Linked DNA regions of Capra hircus: region 2 is linked to region 1. Evidence: chromatin contacts called from public Hi-C data. All regions are on one chromosome and are shown on one strand. Each heading gives the region's core, a stretch centred on a gene start, on an enhancer-like site or on the middle of the called end of the contact. The rest is flanking DNA. Distances are from core to core; before and after follow the strand shown. Region 1 holds the start of HS3ST3A1 (heparan sulfate glucosamine 3-O-sulfotransferase 3A1). Region 2 holds the start of LOC102184089 (heparan sulfate glucosamine 3-O-sulfotransferase 3B1).

Region 1 (2,700 bases), core at 98-2,597:
TTTTGTACAATTTCCTTGCCCTAAACAAAAGTTATTGCCAACAAAGCCTTTTTTAAAACACACTCACATACATACCCCCAAACCTAGAGTCTAGTTTCTGACACTTTAAGTGTCTGTATTACTTACCACTCGGAACAATTATCTATATTACTTACCACCCAGGACAATTCTCTGGCAAAGAGTTAACATAAGTAAATAAATAGGCGATGGCAAAGACTGCATTAACCCCAGGGAACCGCCCAGAAGATAAAGGAGAAACAGAAACAGGTTTCCTTGGGGAAAGGATCCACTCACTAGGTTACTTATCTAGTAATTGGTGAGCAGGTTTCTAACTTGGCAGGGACATTTTCTCTCTCTCTCTCTACTTCCCACAGAGTAGGAGAAAATCAAGAGATGGGCTATTTGGGGAGAAAGGAATCCGAAAAACTGAAGAAAAATGTCTCTAAGGCCAAAATATCGACCACCCCCCCGCCCGCCCTCTTCCACTTTACTGTGGAAATAATGTCTATATGGCAAATGGAAAATACAGGGGTTTAGTACTAAATATTTCGCCATATTTAGACAGAGGTAGGGTGGGGGAAAGACCTCTCGTCTTAAGGACAGCTACTGGTGACCCTCTGCCCACTGATGAAATCTGGGAGGGAGATGCACTCGGTGAGGGTCGCCACGGGCTCCTGGGGCCCCCACCGCGAGCCCCGGCCGCCCCCTCCCTGCCCCACGTCCGCTCACCGGTACCAGGCGAGGCCCTTGTCGTAGCTGCGGTCGAAGAAGTGGGGCTCTGCGCCCACGGCGCGCACGTCGGGGTGCACGCGCAGGAACTCCAGCAGCGCCCGCGTGCCGCCCTTCTTCACGCCGATGATGATGGCCTGCGGCAGCTGCTTGCTCCCCTCGTCCAGCAGCAGGGCCAAGGTCCCCGGCGGAGTCTCGGCCACGCTGCTCCCGGCCCCGGAGCCGCCGAGACTCCCCGCCAGCCCGGGGGGCTCCTCTTCCCCGGCCGCCTCCTCGCGGTCGTCTCGCTGGGAGGGCGGCCGGCGCCTCGGCCGCGGCCGCACTTGCAGGAGGCGCTTCCTTCGCGCCGCCGCGGGCCACGCGGCCAGCTCCCCCGGGCCTCCGGCCAGGACGCCGCGGCCCGGGGTCCCTGCCTCCTCGCCGCTGCCCGACCGCCCCACGACGGGGCCCGATAGGGTCTGGCAGCGCTCGGCCAGGCAGTAGAAGACGTAGAGGGACGTGAGCAGAGAGCAGAGGGTCAGCAAGAACTTGCGGAAGACGCTGCGGGACAGCGGCTCGGCCGAGGTGGGGTGGGCGCCGGCCGGGCCCGGAGGGGCCATCCTAGCCGGAGGCAACGTCGGGCAGCGCGCGGGCCATGCTAGGCCGGGACTCCTCCAGGTGCCGGGACATCCTCCGGGGGCTCCTGCGCGCTGGACCGAGGCCACATCGCCCTGCGCCCCTGCGGCCGTGCGAGCTGCCCCGGCGGCAGCAGCCGGGGCTCCTCCGGGAGATGGAGGCCCCGGAGCCGCGCGCGGGATCCCAGCCTCCGGTCGGTCGAGGGGGCGGGAAGGGGGACGTGATGCCGTGCTTAAGAAACCATCGTCTTAGACTCGCCCAAGTCCTCAGCCCGGGGCCGCGCTCGGCGCCCCAGGTCCCCGAGAGTTGCCGGAACGGGGATCTCGGCGGCGGGTGGCGAAGGAGTACGTCTCAGCCCCGGGCCGGAGCAGCCTCTCAGCGCGCGTCCCAGCTCAGCGATCGTGCATCCCTCGCTCGGTCCCGGAGAGCGGACGCGCGGCTCCCGGGCCGCTGGGCTTCGCGCGCTCCAGACCGCGGTGGGGACAGCGCCTCCAAGCCGCCGCTTGCTCGGTCCCCGGCCCGCCTGGGTGCGCGCTCCCGGCCCTGGGGCGAGGTCCCCCGAGTCCCTCTGCCGGAGTGGGAGCCAGAGGGGCCTCGCCCAGTCGTCCGCTCTTCTCCGTGCGCGCCCGGCCGCTCCGGCGGCTCTCGGCCCCACCTGGGAGCGGCGCGGCTGAACCGGGCTGCGCGGGACCCGTTTGCAGCCGCGGCCACTGCGCTCCCCGCCTCCCCGCCGCCTCCCGGGCAGTCGCCGCCGCCACACGTGGAGCTCCGAGGGCAGCAAACTTGTCGGTGACGTCAGCGGCCGGGGCCGGACCAGCCCCCGGAGGAGCGCAGGGGGGGCGGACCGGTGCGCGGGGGAGAAGGTGGCGCGGACCCCGCGGCGGCCGCCCAATGACCGCGGAGAGGGCGGGGGCGACCGAGGCGACGCCCCTTCCCTACTCCGCCCACCCCGCCCCCTCCACCCCAGCCGGCTGCCTCGCCCCCTCGGAGCCAGGCCGGGTCTGCGGCGGCTCCTGGGACCTCTGACCGGCAGGCGCGGGGGCCGGATCCCCGGGACCTGACTTCCACCCCGCGAGGCCCGCGCTCCATCAGGGGCTCCCAAACCACTCCGACGCCACTCAGCCCAGCGCAGCCTCGACCCCTCCGATGCCTGTCCTCGGGGTCCCTCCCACAAGGGTCGCTCCGTCCTGATCCCGGAGCCGCCAGCTCCCCACCTCCGCGAACCTACGGAAGTTTGGTTGGCGGCGGTTCTCGGGACCGTGCCGCGCGCCGCGCCCCCGGCTGTCCCGGGCGAACTGGATTCCTTCGCTGCGGCTTCGCCTCCTACCTACCCTGCCGTCCACTGCGGACTCCTGG
Region 2 (3,015 bases), core at 198-2,697, 410 kb after region 1:
CATCAGTGTAGCAGCGAGGCCGCCGCCAAGCTGGGACGGGTCACTCTATGAAAGTGACTTGGAGTGGTCTTTAAGTGCAACTCCAGGATCGATTTGCTCCGAGTTGACTTTCGACATAGAGAAAACACCTAATACTTCGTGTAACAGGTCAGCAAATCAAACCGACTCCTGATGCAGGCGAATGTTGGCTTTGATATTTATTCATGGGAAGGGAAGAGAACGTTTTCCAACGTCCCCAACAGCTCATATCCGGACACAACTTTCACACACTTTTCGGCGCCGGGAAAAATTCCCACAGCCTTTAACTCCCTGTTAATTTCTCCCGACCTTTCTCCAGCACTTTGGGAAGCGAGGGAAGAATTTTTCCTAAGGATAGTTCCTCAGGAACTATCTAACGATCCACCGATCGCGTTAACCTGCTGCCCGAGAGAGATCAACTCCCAACAAAGATTAAGAAGGAGACTTAAAGAAAAAAGTTCGCCAGCGATTTCCACTTAAACTTCCTAAACCCGTGCCAGTTCCGGAAGGGCCCCCCTCCGAGTCCCGGAGTGGGATGGGCGGGCATCTCCGACCAGGCTCTTGCGCTTCCACCCCTTCCCTACTTCTAACGCGCGCACACACCACGATCCCGCCCGCGAACCATCTGGATGGGGTGACGTGTCCGCACACAGGGGCAAATGCAGCCGAGCCCGGCTCCTGGGGAACGAGTGCGGAAGTGTGTGCGGGCCCCGGGGTGCAGCGATAAGAGGGTCGGCGCTTTCCCTGCGCGCGCGGTCTCTCCAGCATCCTTCCTCCCAGCTGCGCCTGTCACCAGCCTTGGTTCCGCCCCTCCAGGCCCGCCCCTTGTCTCTCAGCCAATAGCAGCCCCCGATTGCTCTCCACCGCCCCCGAACCCTTTCCACACCCCCATGTTCCGGGAGCTGGTTGGCTGCCGAACCCTCAGCTAAGCGGCGGGATTTGCATGGCGCCCCGGGTTTCTGGTAGGTGGAGTGACCCATCACTCCCGGTGGCCGGGCCCGCCCACTCTGCCTCGGTCTCCGGCGCTCTTCCTGCGCAGTCCTCCTTCGCAGCCTCCGCGGGGAAGCGCCGGGGCTGCGCTCAGAGCTCGGTTCACGGGACCGCGAGGAGGCAGCCCCGGCGAGCGGCCGTGCGGCGCGCACAGTCGGGAGGGGTCGGAACGCCGGAGTGCAGAACTCTGCCGGCCCCGAGCGCGGCGTCGCAGCCCCAGGCCGGCAGTTGCCACCACCCGACCTTCGTTCCAGTTGTGGCTCCTCCCGGCAACATGTCAAAAGCCGCCGGCCGTGCAGCTGCCGCCGCCACCTGGGGCAGAGCAACAGCGGCGACCGCGGGCGCGCGGGGCCAATAAGCCGAACCTCCCGGCGTCCAGGGAACTCTCGCAGCGCTCCCTGCTCCGGCGGGCCCTGCGCCATGTGCTGAGCCATGCCCCTCGCCGCGCGCGCGGGCAGCGCATGGGGCAGCGCCTGAGCGGCGGCCGGTCCTGCCTCGATGTCCCCGGCCGGCTCCTGCCGCAGCCGCCGCCGCCCCCGCCACCGGTGAGGAGGAGGCTCGCGCTGCTGTTCGCCATGCTCTGCGTCTGGCTCTACTTGCTCGTCTACTCGTGCGCCGGCTCCTGCGCCGCCGCGCCCGGACTGCTGCTGCTGGGCTCCGGGTCCGGCGCCGCCCACGCCCCGCCGGCCCCGGGTCCGGACGGGCCTCCCCCGAGGCTGCCGTTCCCGGCGGCGCCAGCCACCCAGTCGGCTGCGGGCGGAGAGGTGGCCGAAGGCGCCACGAGCCAGGAGGAGCAGAGCCCCGAGACGCCGGACTCCCCCAGCCCCATCTCTAGCTTCTTCAGCGGGTCCGGGAGCAAGCAGCTGCCGCAGGCCATCATCATCGGCGTGAAGAAGGGCGGCACGCGGGCGCTGCTGGAGTTCCTGCGCGTGCACCCCGACGTGCGCGCCGTGGGCGCAGAGCCCCACTTCTTCGACCGCAGCTACGACAAGGGCCTTGCCTGGTACCGGTGAGTGTCCCGGGCAGGGGCAGGGGCTCCAGCCGCGATCCTGACGAGGAGAGGACGCGGGCGTGGCATGTACACCGGGGAGCTGGCAGGGGTACAACTTCGGACCACCGGAGCGGGAAGGGGAGCCGAGCGACGACCGCGCGGTGCTGGCCCGCAGCGCCGTACGGGGTGCGCTGCTTCCGCTCTCGCCCCAGTCTGGAGACACTTCTCCAGACTATCTGGCGGCTCAGCGGCCCACGGTGCCTAGGGATTAATCCGGCTATCTTTCCTCAAGGAAGGAGGCCAGCAACTGGGAAGGTGCTCAGAAAAGCGCGCAACCCTCTAACTGCGGCTGCCTCCCAAACGAGTCTCGTGTTTTATTTTTCCTCTCGGGTCCGGGACGGTCTCCGCCCCAGACCAACTTCTAGAGCAGCTTCTGCTGTCCGGATGGGGATGGAGTGGGAGCGACGCCGTGCTGCGAAGGCCGCGGGGAGTCCGTTCACTTTCCGAAAGGGTCAGACCGCTCGCGGCCCGGCAGCCTGGGCTCCGGAGGGCGAGCGGGCAGGCGCGCGGCGCGTGGAGCGGTGCTGGTCCCTGTCGGGCAAAGGCGCGCACTGCAGCCGGCGGGAGGCGCGCCGCTTTGAAGGCTTCCCAGGCGCCCGGGGCACGGCCCACCGGTTTCCGCCTCCCCGGCCCGGACGCTGAGAGACCCGGGGCAGGGTCGCCTGTCTCCGCGGGCCCTTGACGCGCCGGGGTGCAAAGAATATTATGGGTGCATGAATTTGAGAAATGCGGGTTGCGTGGGCTTCCGTAAACTCGGTTCTCGGGTCGGGTTATGGGTGCGGTTCCAAAGGGACATTGCCCCTCCCCCCCGGGGGGGTCATAATCACGACCTCTTACCAAGGCCTCCCGCAGTCTTTGGGGGTGAGCGGTTGGGTTGGTTGAGCTTCTGGTGAGGCGCGGGTGAGCAAGGGATCCAGACTCCGGTGTCGGGAAGTCTCGTCGCCAACCAGGGGACC

The links. Hi-C and Micro-C count contacts between places; a contact is called where the count stands out from the background.
Region 2: a contact with region 1 is called in a Hi-C map of blood, with 4 times the contacts expected there. The contact joins the promoter of LOC102184089 here to the promoter of HS3ST3A1 in region 1. A contact is called at or near these places in 3 of 5 Hi-C or Micro-C datasets (blood and liver).

What each region holds. Positions count from the first base shown.
Region 1 is chr19:31,505,452-31,508,151 of ARS1.2, forward strand. HS3ST3A1 (heparan sulfate glucosamine 3-O-sulfotransferase 3A1) reads right to left here and starts at 1,348. Exons shown (of 2, transcript XM_018064680.1): 1 at 730-1,348. The coding sequence starts at 1,328.
Region 2 is chr19:31,915,020-31,918,034 of ARS1.2, forward strand. It overlaps LOC102184089 (heparan sulfate glucosamine 3-O-sulfotransferase 3B1), which reads left to right and starts at 1,448. Exons shown (of 2, transcript XM_018064682.1): 1 at 1,448-2,017. The coding sequence starts at 1,470.